2 separate regions of the Sus scrofa genome follow, and region 2 is linked to region 1. A link is a contact called in public HiChIP or PLAC-seq data. All regions are on one chromosome and are shown on one strand. Each heading gives the region's core, a stretch centred on a gene start, on an enhancer-like site or on the middle of the called end of the contact. The rest is flanking DNA. Distances are from core to core; before and after follow the strand shown. Region 1 overlaps IMPA2 (inositol monophosphatase 2). Region 2 overlaps MPPE1 (metallophosphoesterase 1).

Region 1 (6,353 bases), core at 1,070-3,569:
GGGAACAGCTGGGCTGCTGGGAGGTATGGGCTCTGGGGGGGGAGTCTGACTGGGGTCCTCCCAGCTGTGAACCCTTTACCTGCTGGCCCAGATGTCCCTTTGGCCTCTGGGGGACTCTCCTGTTCTCTGTCCCTTGGCCGACCCAGGCTTGCTGTCTGACATCGGTGCCCTGAATAGTGGGGAGTCAGGAAGGAAAGGCAGCAGGGGTACCGGGTGTGTGGAGTTGTTTCCCCAGCTCACCTCCTCTTTGCTTGTTCCTGTTGGGGGGCTGCAGCCTGGAGCCACAGTCAGGTGGGGAGGGGTGTCTGCATGTACACAGTGAGGGGCCAGCCCCTCTGGCGAATCACTGTACTTCCTGGGCTGCCCCAGACCCCGTGATGCTCTTGGTTCTTAAGATGCATTCTGAATGCTTCCCATATCAGCAATTTTGAGAGTTTCTTGTGGGGTTTGATTCGAATCATAAGAGCCTTTTTTACCCTCCCGGGAAAAAACAAGAGGCCTTTCTGAAGAATGAAGCTTTTTCAGAAACTTTCATTCACTGATGCTTGATTGTGATGTCAATGTTCAGTATAGTTTTATTGTTTAAACATATCTTTATTTATTTATTTATTTTGTCTTTTCGCCTTTTCTAGGGCTGCTCCCGCAGCATATGGAGGTTCCCAGACTAGGGGTCGAATCGGCGCTATAGCCACCGGCCTACGCCAGAGCCACAGCAACGCGGGATCCCAGCTGCGTCCGCAACCTACACCATAGCTCACGGCAACACCGGATCGTTAACCCACTGAGCAAGGGCAGGGATCGAACCCGCAACCTCATGGTTCCTAGTCGGATTCATTAACCACTGTGCCACGACAGGAACTCCTAAACGTATCTTTAAATATAGTCATTTAAGAGAAGAACATTTGCTTGCATGTTCTGGACCAATTTTGAATACTGACGCTGGTTTGCGGTTTAGTTTTGAATCCCAGGGCTGCTTTGGGGTCTAGTTTTGGATCGCAGCACTGGTTTGGGTCTAGTTTTTAATCTGGATGCTGATTTGGGTTCAGTGTTGAATCCTCATGCTGGTTTGGGTGTAATTTTGAATCCCAGGGATGGGTTGGGATTTAGTTTTGAATCCAATGATGGTTTGGGGCTCCCCGTGGAAGCTGACCCCCATCCCATGGTCCTTGCCTTGGTGGCACCTAGAGCTTCAAGGCTTCCAGCACCATGTCATGTTCTCTGTTTTCTGCCCGTCTGCAGCTGGAGTTCGGGGTGATCTACCACTGCACAGAGGAGCGGCTGTACACGGGCCAGAGGGGCCGCGGTGCCTTCTGCAATGGCCAGCAGCTGCAGGTTTCAGGGAGACAGGTGGGCCATGCTCCATTCACTGGTTTCAAATGGAAAGTCACCAGCCAGGGAGGCAGTCCTGGGCGTTTCCTCTTGGGGTCCGGTCTCCTCAGGGCAGTGTGTCCCTGGGGGCTGGATGTCAGGCCTGCAGCATCTTTACGTTCCTGTGGATGTGGCCAGGAGCCTTCAACAGGCCCGCTCTGTTTTGCATACATCTTTCATCCTTAGTGTGAAAAGAAACCCGGCCTCTAGCTGCTGCCTGATCTCCAGTGGGCCTGGGTGAGCAGGCCAGGGCCCAGGGCAGGATCAGAGGTGGGTTCTGGCCCTCAGCGCCTCCCAGTAGCCATCAATCATCCCAGTGTCACCTGGAGGTGTCACCCAGGTGCAATCTAGGGGCCCCAGATGTGGACCAGCTGGTTGACTTCAGTTGCTGTGAGGATGCAGATGGCCATGGGGGAGCCGTGCCTTGAGCTGTGTTGTACCTACCCAGGTTTCCCTGTCGCTGTCATTCCTGAAGTGGGAGTTGAGGACACCAGTGGCCTTTACAAGGGCCTGCTGTTTGATCAAATCGTGTGTGGCACACAGAGTGGACCCTGTGCCTCACTGGCCTGAGAGGCAGTGGGAGGGGTCGACAGTGTCTATGCCTCCCAGCTGCCCTCAGCCAGGGAGGGGATGGACCCTCCTGCCCAGGTCAGATCTGCTGAGGTTGGTGAGAGATCCCCAGGGAGGGGAGCAGCAGTCTGGGGAGCAGACCGCCCATGGAGGATGGACCGGGGTTGGGGGGGAGGAGAAGGAGGCCCAGGAGTCAGGAGCACCCAGAGAGGGGGAAGAGGACCACCCAGGAGCTCCAGCGGGAGGTGGGGAGGCAGGACCCTGACCAGCCTCTGCCTCTGCTGCCGGCCCAGCCCCCCGCCTCCCGCCCCAGGGACTGTTTGGTTTGGCTGTGGAGACATCAGTGTTAATTACAGCCGCGCCTGCCAGGGTGACCACGGCCAGCCGGTTGTGCAATCAGGAGTGAGGGAGCCCGTTGTCGAACACACCGACTGAACTCTGCTCCACATCCTGTGTGTCTGTAACATGGGCTCTGAGCTCGGCTCACACCCCCTTGGGCCTCAGGCTCCTCAGCATCCCGACATCCCCCCACCCCACCCCCAGGACAGGGACCTTGGTGAGGCCCTGTTGCTCAGACCATCCATTCATGCCCCCTTGCCCACAACACGGAACCTCAACTTCCCTCTAAATCACTTGTGTTCCAAAGATCACTTGTGATTTCTTAAGATTCTGATTTATAAGTCTGGTGTGGTGTTTTCAGTTTGCCAGGTGACTAGGTGTCTACGGGCCCTAATGGAACATCCTACCCAGTAGTGCAGTCCTTAGGTGTCATACAGACCTGGCTTCAAATACTCAGTCAGCCACCTTCCAGCAGGACTTGTTCCCTAACCTGGAAGCTCAGTGTTCACATGCGCAGGGGGTGACAGTGGGGTAAACTGTCAGGAGGGGCCTGGTGCGCATGCCCAGGCGAGAGGAGTTACTGCAGAAGAGGCTGCAAATCAATCGGCCACAGCCCATCCTTGAGACTGGGGCGCACTTTTGGAGGAAACAGTTGCTACAACCGCTGCCCCCCTCCCCGTGCTTTCCTTGCCTTCTCCTTCCCTGTCCCTGTGCACCTTCTGGTGATGCCTTCAGCTCACAAAAACAAAGACTGTGCTGCAAAGCGCAAAAGAGTTAGATGAGGTCAGGATTTCATCAGCAGCTTTTTCTTTGCACTCCGCCTTGCAGAACTTCAAACACATGCAAAGGAGTCAGAAAAGGACCCATCACACAGCCCCAGTGTTGTCACCTCTCAACCAATTCTGCTTCATCCAAACTCCCACCCACCTCCCACCACCCAAACCATGCCCTGATACAAACCCCAGACATAGCATCACTTTCTAGCCAGTATTTCAGTACATCTCTAAAACATCCAGATGAGTCTTTGAAAACGTAATCACCACACCAGTGTAACACTCCTCTGAAAGTTAACAGTCATTCCTAAAATCACTCCTTTCCAGTGTTCAAAAAGGGGAAAAGGCTTCTCAAGGCCTCTCTCTGGGTCCTGGAGTCCTGGTGGCCCCTGTGTCTGTCTGTGTTGCTGGGCCTTTTCAGTGGACAGAGCTGGGAAATAAGTTGTTTTTTTAAATGTAAAATTCATCATGACTCATGCAAGTTCTCTATTCAGGTTCACAGCTGCAGAATCTCTGCTTCATTCTCTGCTCCTCCGTGAAACCCCAGGCACAGTGACACCAGGAGAGAGGCACTTAATAATGTCAGTTCTAGGAGTTCTCATTGTGGCTCAATGGGTTACCAACCCAACTAGTATCCATGACGACCTGGGTTCGATCCCTGGCCTTGCTCAGTGGGTTAAGGATCTGGCATTGCTGCGAGCTGCAGTGTAGGTCACAGATGTGGCTCAGATCCAGCGTTGCTGTGGCTGTGGAATAGGCTGCAGCTGCAGCTCCGATTCAACCCCTAGCCTGGGAACTTCTGTATCTTGCAGGCGCAGTCCTAAAAAGACAAAAAAAAAAACTTAGTTTCAGAATAATGACAGTAGCCCTGCTACCAGCAGACGACCAGCAGATGTAGGGTGAAGGGTTTGGGTTGGGTCTTAGACATCCCACCAGATCTCTGAAGTGGGTCCTGCTCCTTTGGGTCCATGCCAGCTGAGGGTAATCACTTAGACACATTTGCCCCACTTTATTGTTAGTTAAGAAGGATTATTTTTTAAAAATTGGTTTTATTTTGTAGTCATGGTTTTTTTTAAAAAAGTACATTTTTCCAAAATCAAATCGAAAAACCAAATCAGTTCAAAACAGTCTGACCCCTGTCCTTGTCCTTGTCACCATCTAGGTAATCAGTAAAAACTGTCACCCATCTAAGATCTCTCAGCCTGTTCAGAAAATGTGTACTTCACCTTTCAGATTTAATACACCTGATCTTTGCAGCAGTATCGTTCTTGAGCAGCCATGCATGTCCCCTGTGTGGGCATGCATTGGGACACTGAGGGTCTGGTCTCTGTGTGGTCATGGAGGCTCAGGGACCACCCTGAGGGCTCCCTCAGCCCACTGCTTAGAAAGGCTCAAGGGAACGATAACCCCAAGTTCTGACGTGTACAGTTTTTACATTTCTTGCCTAAATGCCCACAGGATTATTCTCTTCTTTATAGAGTAATTCCAGTAGAGTATATTGCAGTGTTGCTTCTTCCCAGCCAGTTTTCCTGGGTACATCATGACACACCCTTTCAATAGGTAGCTTTTTTTAATTTTAAGAGTTTTCTTGAATTACGGTTTTTAGCATATGTTTGTTTCCTAATTATGTTGGTTTGTTTTTGTCTTCTGGGTCTCCTGTTACATGTCTTTTGGATCTTCTCTGCTCACCTTATCTATATGCCTCTTAAATCTTTTTCACCTTTTTCACTAGTTTTTTTGTTTTGTTTTGTCTTTTTAGGCACATGGGTGCAGCATATGGAAGCTCCCAAGCTAGGGGTCAAATTGGAGCTGTAGCTGCCAGCCTGTGCCACAGCCGGGTTCGTTAACCACTGAGCCACGACAGGAACTCCCTTTTTCACTAGTTTTTTATTTTAAAAATGTCCTTCTTTTCACCCTCCATTTCTTAACATAATCTATTGTATTTATTTGTTCTTTGATCCTTAAGTTTGACTCCCCCCCCTTTTTTCTTGGCATGTAGAAGTTCCTGGGCTAGGGATTGAACCGGCAACGCAGCAGTGACCCAAGTGACAACACCAGATCCTTAACCACTAGGCCATCAGGGAACTCCACACCCTCTTTTCTGACTCTTTCCTAGATCCCCTTACCCTCCACACTGTTCTTCCATGGATTCTTCACTTCTTGCCTTGTGGACAAACCTTTCATCGTCTGGAGAGATGTTATTCTGCTCCCTATTCTCTCTTTTCTTATCATAATTGTGTGTGGGATTGAAACTTCATCCTTTTAAGTTACTTCTACCTCAATCTGGGTTCCTGAACTTTCCGAGCGGGGGAGGGGTCAAGTTCAAGACACTTTGTCGTTTCTAGCTCTAGAGCTCCCTCTCCTGTTGTGTTTGTGAAGTGCTCGCAGAGTTGGCCTGATTCGTGGATGTTTTAGTCCTGCTCCCTCCTCCACTGCTGCCCCGGTCTTCTCTCCTGATTCCCGTCCAGTGTATGGGGTTGGCAGCCAAGCGTTTCTGCTCAGTGGGTTCTGCCCTGACAGGCCACAGGACTGTGGGCCCCCCTTGCGGCCCCGCCTCGCCCAGGGGCTCCTGGCGCCTCCACTTACATCCCAGGCTTTTGGAAATTCTGAGGGTCTTCTGCTCCGGGTCCACTGGACGGTCGCCGCCTGATTTCCTCCGCAGGGCCTGTAGCTGGTGGTGGGTCATTCCACCCGGGTGCCCACAGTCGGATCGTGAATGTGGGTTTTGGTAGATGGTTCGTGTTTTTGCTCTCCTGGCTGCTCTGTGCGTGTCAGAGGTGCCTCGGAAGAGGCTAAACTACCTCGAGATTATGTAGATTTGCATGGCACTCTTTCCCAGGATTCTGCACAATCTTTTTTTTTCACTGTTACTTGGTTTTGAACATAATGTGTTGAGGTGAAGGTCGCTAACATAAAAGGGCTGTTGAAGTGGACATTCCGAGGCTGTCAACGTGTTCATCCCCCACCAGGGTCCCCCTCCCCGTGGGGCACTCTCTGGCTGACCCCTGCCCAGCCCCCAGCCTTCTGGCTGTCTAGTTCTGGAATTTTCAGTTAAGTACAGCCAATTTTACATTTCGTGTGAGGAGCTAACGGTCTGGAAGCATCTGGAATCGTGAGTACGTGACCCGTTGAAGGTGGTCAGGAGGGCTCCATGGTCAGAACCAGCTCTGCTCATTTTCCAGACTTTACTACGGTGCAGGCACCTCTTTCCTGCTCATGCCTGTGTCAGGGTGAAGGGAGGCCTGATAACTGGGCATCTTAACATTACTCCCCCTGAGAAAGGGTTTTCAAGCTGTTGGAAGG
Region 2 (6,353 bases), core at 1,518-4,017, 42 kb before region 1:
ATCCACACCAAGACTTCAGTGAAGAGGGGGCAGAACACAAGCGCTACATTTTAAATACGTCCCTTCAGACAGAGAGGTCACAAGTAGCCGTGCATCAGCTGGGGTCACAGGAAAGCCACACCTTCACTGCTGCGTAGCCGTCCCCTCACTGGTTCTGCTGAGACTGGACCATCCGTGGTCCACAGACTTTCTCTCCCACCAGGGGCCACCGGGGAGAGCGCACAGTGGTGCTGACACTGGCGGCAGGAAGACACTTGAGGATGGCAGTCACCCCAGGTGTGGCTCCACCCTGTGGGGCAGCGCTTCCTTGAACACACATGAGGAGGAGGGGCCACGTCCCCGTCATAAACCTCAGATGTAGACAAATGGCAGACTCTGCTCTTGCTGATACAGCAGGAAGCGGGACTCTGGGAATAACCAATGCGTGCACCGTCCAGGCCCCTCAGCTTAGGTTCATGCAAATCTATCAAAAGCAACCATACAATCCCAGCTCCCGCTGCCTCTCACAGGGCCTTGAACCCCCTAAAGTCCTGAAAGGGAAGGCCAGGCAGCAGCTGAAACTTCTAGAACCTGATGGTCCTCCGCCCACAGGACTGGGAGGGATGGGAGCCCCACCCTGGGGCTGTGTGGAGCCTGCACTCTCCAGGTTCCAGTTTCCCATTGGAAAACCTGAAGTACAAGTTAAACTGCCCTCCATGCCCTGGGACCAAAATGGAGCAGGGGGACAGGTGGGCAGCCTGCAGCCAGGAAGGGTGGGACAAAAATGAACCCAGAAGAGGGGGGACCAGCTCCCCCAGTGCCCCCACTGCCTGGCAGTCAGCTTAGATAAGGGCCAGGGCACACAGCCCAGAGGTCACGGAGCCTGGCCCTCCCCTCAGGTGTCCAGTCCTCCCTTCCATAAAGAAATGGAAAATGCCCTACAGGAGCCACTGGCCAGAGGACTCGGGATGGGGGGCAGCAGCAGGTGTGGTTACTGTTACACTGTTTCTTGAGAAAACCCTAACACCACGTGAATCTGGTATTGTGCAATCATTAAAAAAAAACAGAACTCCTCATCAGAGTGAAGACCATATCTGAGAACTTGACACCAAATCCTCAAACAGAAGCCTTTTTGCTGAAGTCTTGGAAATACTTTTCTTCTCCTTTCAGAGCCTGCTTTATATAACCCACCCAAGTCGTGTCCCCAGCACCGTCTCAACTGCCTAGCCAGAGTGCACCCCACCGCCCCACCAAGGGAGGGGGGGCCAGGCCAGGCGCCAATCTCAGGGCCCAAGACCACAGGCAGCCAGTCCCTGCCCTGCAGCTGATGGAATAGCAGGACCCAAAGCCTTGGGGGGTCACCAGAGCCCTGGTCCTCTCGGTACCTCATCCTTTACCTGGGTCACCGGCAGAGACACTGCATCTCAACAACCTCCCACGAGCCCCCTACCCTTCCCAGGTTGCAGCACCCGCCTCCACTGACGCAGGGAGAGCAACAGAAAAGTCCACAAAGTGCCTTTATTTTATTTTTTGTCTTTTTGCCATTTTTTGGGCCGCTCCCGTGGCATACGGAGATTCCCAGGCTAGGGGTCGAATCAGAGCTGTAGCAGCTGGCCTACGCCAGAGCCACAGCAACGCCAGATCTGAGCCGCATCTGCAACCTACACCACAGCAACAATGGATCCTTAACCCACTGAGCAAGGCCAGGGATCAAACCCGCAACCTCATGGTTCCTAGTCGGATTCATTAACCACTGAGCCACGACGGGAACTCCCAAAGTGTCTTTTTTTTAAAAAATAAGTCTTTCACTGTCAATGGACAACCCAACCAAGTCCATCTAAGAAAGAAATGGAGCCAACCTGGGAGACAGCCTTTCATTTCTGAGACAAAGACTTTGTGTCAAATGAAGTGTTATTCACAATCTACACAGCAGACCCGTGCCCTCAAAGCGAGAGTGGGTCGGGGGTCACTTAAAAGATCAAGAAAGAAGGTGATGCCTGAAGGAGATCTGGTTAATGCAGACACATGACTACCACTAAAGGAAAGCAGGAGGCCCGAACAGGCAGAGAAATATTTTAGGTCTAAGGTTTTCTCATCCTGCCACAGATATGGGTTTTATTTCACCCGTGGAAGACAGGTTTGCCAGGACGAGATTAGTGTCAACCTTGCAGCCTCGGTCAGTGGAACCCAGGGGATCGGGATCCCGGAAGGAGGCCCGTGACCCGGGCTGACCCTGACCCTCCACTCATTCATCGCGTTGAGCTGCCTAACACTCCACTCCCGAAGCCCCCAGACCCTTCCCTCACTGAAAGCAAACCTTCAATTTCATCTCAATCACAATAAATAGGCCAGTGTCTTAAGATCCCCCAGACACACAGCCTGAACCACCAAGTGCCACCGTCCCTCCACATCCAGGCTCTCACTGTGACCAACGAGAAAGTGGGTCCTTCCCAAGACTGGTCCCTTCTCAGAACAGCCCCCAGAGAGACCTACCCACGAAGGAGAGGTTGTGATAAACAAACACTCTTCTGTGTGTTGCCTTCTTGTGATTAATAACCCGCAAAACAAGGAAGTGAGAGGTTGTGATAAACAAACACTCTTCTGTGTGTTGCCTTCTTGTGACTAATAATGAATAATTCTGTCCATGTTAGAAGCTTTCCTTTACGTTGGCAGGTTTGGGCTCAGAAACAAAAGTAATAAATCATTCTTGTTTTCACTCTCCAAGTTCAATCTGCAAGTTTATGAAGCTTATCAAGTATTAACCCAGCAGGAAAGCCACACAGGCTCCCGCAGCTCAAAGCCTGGGATCAGAAGGCGGATATGCTTCTAGGACCGTCCTGGCCCATCTGCAGGGAAGAGGCCCTGGCGAGCCCCTGCCTGAACCCCGGCATGCAATTTCTATCACACACACTTCTTATCCTGACACCACAGACCACACCACCACACAACAGCTCAGCAATGTCTACCATCCTGGAAATTTTCAAAAAGCTAGAAGAGACCCATCACTGGTTTATGAAATCACTTTGGTGGTTTGTGACCCAAATTTTTAAAAATAAAACACTTCAATGAAAATATAAAATTTAACTTTAAAACATTAAGAATTAATAGGATTTAATTTAAACATTTAAACAGATTTAAACAGAGCAGAAAACACCAGGCTGCAGTGCACACAGTGGAGGCAAGGCAGGGCAAAGGTCGTGCTCCCTTTCTCTGAACTGTGTGTACCGGCCACACCCACAGTTCTCATGGCACTGGGCTCTCTCCCCACTCCCTGGACAGGAGCCAAGCCCCATTCTCTCCATGCTCCCCTCTCGTGCCCACAAACAGTAGGTGCTCAATGTGTGTGGACTTAATGACTTAGTCTTACCTTCCTGAGCATTTAGAATTACAAACATACACAGCATCACTCTTTCAGCCATTATCTGTCTTCAAATGCTCAACAGAGAGTTCCTGCTGTGGCACAGTGGGTTAGGAATCCAACTGCAGCAGCTCTGGTTACTATGGAAATGTGGGTTTGATCCCTGGCCTGGTGCAGGGGGTTAAGGAGCCAGCGTTGCCACAGCTGCATAGGGCACAGATGCAGCTCAGATTCGATCCCTGGCCTGGGACCTTCCATATGCCACAGGAAAAGGGACAGAAGTGTTCTTGTTCCCCTGATCAGTCAGGAGCCTAGCAAACAGGTGCCCAGAAGCACCTGCTCACCAGCCCCAGTGGGACCTGGAAAAAGAGAAGCCCAGCAGCCCTCTGGTCAGAGGAAGTGATGACAACCTTCCCTGAGCCTCTGGGGAGATGACATTTTCCTCTAAAGGGAAGGACAGTGAAATGCCTGGAGCCCCTACATTCTCCCCTAAACCCCAGCTGGGCTGTCACCTCCCAGGGTGTCACCTCAGGCAAGTCACTCAAAACAAAACGGACAGGATAATCATTATCAAAACACAGAAAATAACAAGTATTGGTGAGGATGTAGAAAAATGGGAACCCTGGTGCACGGCTGGTAGGAATGTAAACTGGTGAAGCCACGGTGGGAAAGAGTACAGTGGTTCCCCCAAAATTAAAATCAGAACTACGATATGATCCTGCAATCCCACTTTTGGGTACATACCCAAACGTACCCAAACATACTGAAAGCAGGACCTCAAAGACGTTATCTGCAACACCCAAGTCCACAGCAGCACGATTCACAACAGCCAAAAGGGGGAGGCAACCAAGTGTCCATTGACGGATGAACAAAGGGTAAACAAAATGTGATGGAAACACCTGAGGGCAATGGGCTATTATTCAGCCCTTAAAATAGGAAAGAAGCTGCCCCAGGCCATGCATGGATGAACCTTGAGGACATTATGCTCAGTGAAATAAGCAACAGTAGTCAGGTTCATAGAGATAGAAAGGGCACGGTGGTTGCCAGGGGCTGGGGGACAGCTGCTTCTTTAAGGGGACAGTTTCTGCTTTGCAAGATGGAAAAGATCTAGAGACTGACTGCACAACAGCATGAATATGCTCAACATCACTGAAACATACACTTAGAAATGGGTAAGAGGGTTCTAAGGAAAAGAAAAATATCTGCATAAGACACAGCTAATAAAGGACTGGTATCCGACATATGCAAAGAACTCTTAAAACTCAGTAAGAGGGGAAAAAAGCTAAGAAAACAAACAACCTGATTAAAAAATGGACAAAAGCAAGGCAGCAGGTCTTAGGTGTCCTCATCACATAAAAGGTAACTTTGTAACTATGTGAAGCAAGATATGTTAATTAGGAGTTCCCGTCGTGGTGCAGTGGTTAACGAATCCAACTAGGAACCATGAGGTTGCGGGTTCGATCCCTGGCCTTGCTCAGTGGGTTAAGGATCTAGCGTTGCCGTGAGCTGTGATGTAGGTCGCAGACGTGGCTCGGATCTTGCATTGCTGTGGCTCTGGCGTAGGCCGGCGGCTACAGCTCCGATTTGACCCCTAGCCTGGGAACCTCCATATGCCGCTGGAGCAACCAAGAAATGGCAAAAAGACAAAAAAAAAAAAAAAAAAAAAGATATGTTAATTAGCTTACTTGTAACCATGTCACAATGTACACGTATATCAAAGCATCATCTTACACATTTTCAATATACAATTCTTTTTTTTTTTTTTTTGCTTTTTAAGGCCACACCCACAGCATATGGAGGTTCCCAGGCTAGGGGTCCAATCAGAGCTGCAGCTGCTACTGTACACCACGGCCACAGCAACGCCAGATGTGAGCTGCGTCTTTGATCCACACCACAGCTCATGGCAACTCCAGATCCTTAACCCACTGAGCGAGGCCAGGGATCGAACCCACAACCTCACGGTTCCTAGTTGGATTTGTTTCTGCTGCACCACAACAGGAACTCCAATATATAAAACTTTATTCATTGATTATACCTCAACATCTCTGGGGAAAAAATTCTAATTTAAGAATTAAAATTCAATTGAAAATGAGCCAAAGCCCTTAACAGACACCTCCTCAAACAAGCATATCAGCAAAGAAGCGCATGACAGGATGGTCCACATCACTGTCATCAGGAAAACGGAAATTAAAACAAGATAATCTGCACACCTGTTAGAAGAGCCAAAATCCAGACACTAACACCACCAAAGGCAGGTGAGGATGTGGAGCAACAGGAACTCTCATACGTGGCTGGTGGGAATGCAAAATGGAGCAGTTATTTTGGAAGACAGTTTGGAGGCTTCTTGCAAAACTAAGTATACTCCTTCCATACAATCCAGCAGTACGGTTCCTTGGCATTTACCCAAAGGAGCTGAAAATTTACATCTACCCAAAAACCTGCACACAACCCTGTGATAAACCATAATGCAAAAGAATATATATAACTGAGTCATTTTGCTGTACAGCAGAAATTAACACATTGTAAATCAACTATACGCTGTCAATGAATTTTAAAAAAAACCTGCACACAGATGTTTATAGCAGCTTGATTCATAATTGCCAAAACGTGAAAGCAACCAAGATGTCCTTTGGTAGGTGAATGGATAAACTGTAGGTCCTCCTGACAGTGGAATATTACTTAGCACTAAAAGGAAATGCGCTATCAAGCCATGAAGAGACATGAGAAGAACCTTAAATGCATAGTATTAGTGAAAGAAGCCAGTCTGAAAGGCTAAATACTGTGAACCTTTTTTAATGTTATGAATTCTATATTCTGGAAAAGGTAAAAAGATGAGTGGTTGTTAGAGGTTGGGGAGGAGAGGTCGGATGACCAGGAGGAGCACAGGAGGTTTTGAGGGCAGTGAAAATACTCTGTATGATACTATGACGAGTGGAGAGCATCATTACACAGGGTTAGAACCCCTGCCCCAAACATAAACACCAGGAGTGCACCTAAAATATAAACTATGGACTTT

Evidence for each region. HiChIP or PLAC-seq counts read pairs in DNA pulled down with a chosen protein or histone mark.
Region 2: an H3K27ac HiChIP or PLAC-seq map of alveolar macrophages shows a contact between it and region 1. The contact joins two enhancer-like sites. A contact is called at or near these places in 1 of 5 promoter capture datasets (liver), 12 of 47 Hi-C or Micro-C datasets (adipose tissue, alveolar macrophages, blood and 6 more) and 2 of 2 datasets of contacts at active chromatin or transcription factors (alveolar macrophages and skeletal muscle).

The regions. Positions count from the first base shown.
Region 1 is chr6:97,284,682-97,291,034 of Sscrofa11.1, reverse strand. It overlaps IMPA2 (inositol monophosphatase 2), which reads left to right. Exons shown (of 8, transcript XM_021096044.1): 5 at 1,240-1,369. Among named protein-coding and RNA genes, the nearest start is that of CIDEA, 20 kb to the right of the region's middle. Within about 2 kb of position 2,319, at least 17 of the 83 cell types and tissues checked have an H3K27ac peak or open chromatin away from gene starts, as enhancers often do. A contact at or near this core is called in alveolar macrophages, where this site is marked.
Region 2 is chr6:97,326,890-97,333,242 of Sscrofa11.1, reverse strand. The region is part of intron 1 of MPPE1 (metallophosphoesterase 1); the gene reads right to left. Among named protein-coding and RNA genes, the nearest start is that of MPPE1, 5.4 kb to the right of the region's middle. Within about 2 kb of position 2,767, at least 13 of the 83 cell types and tissues checked have an H3K27ac peak or open chromatin away from gene starts, as enhancers often do. A contact at or near this core is called in alveolar macrophages, where this site is marked.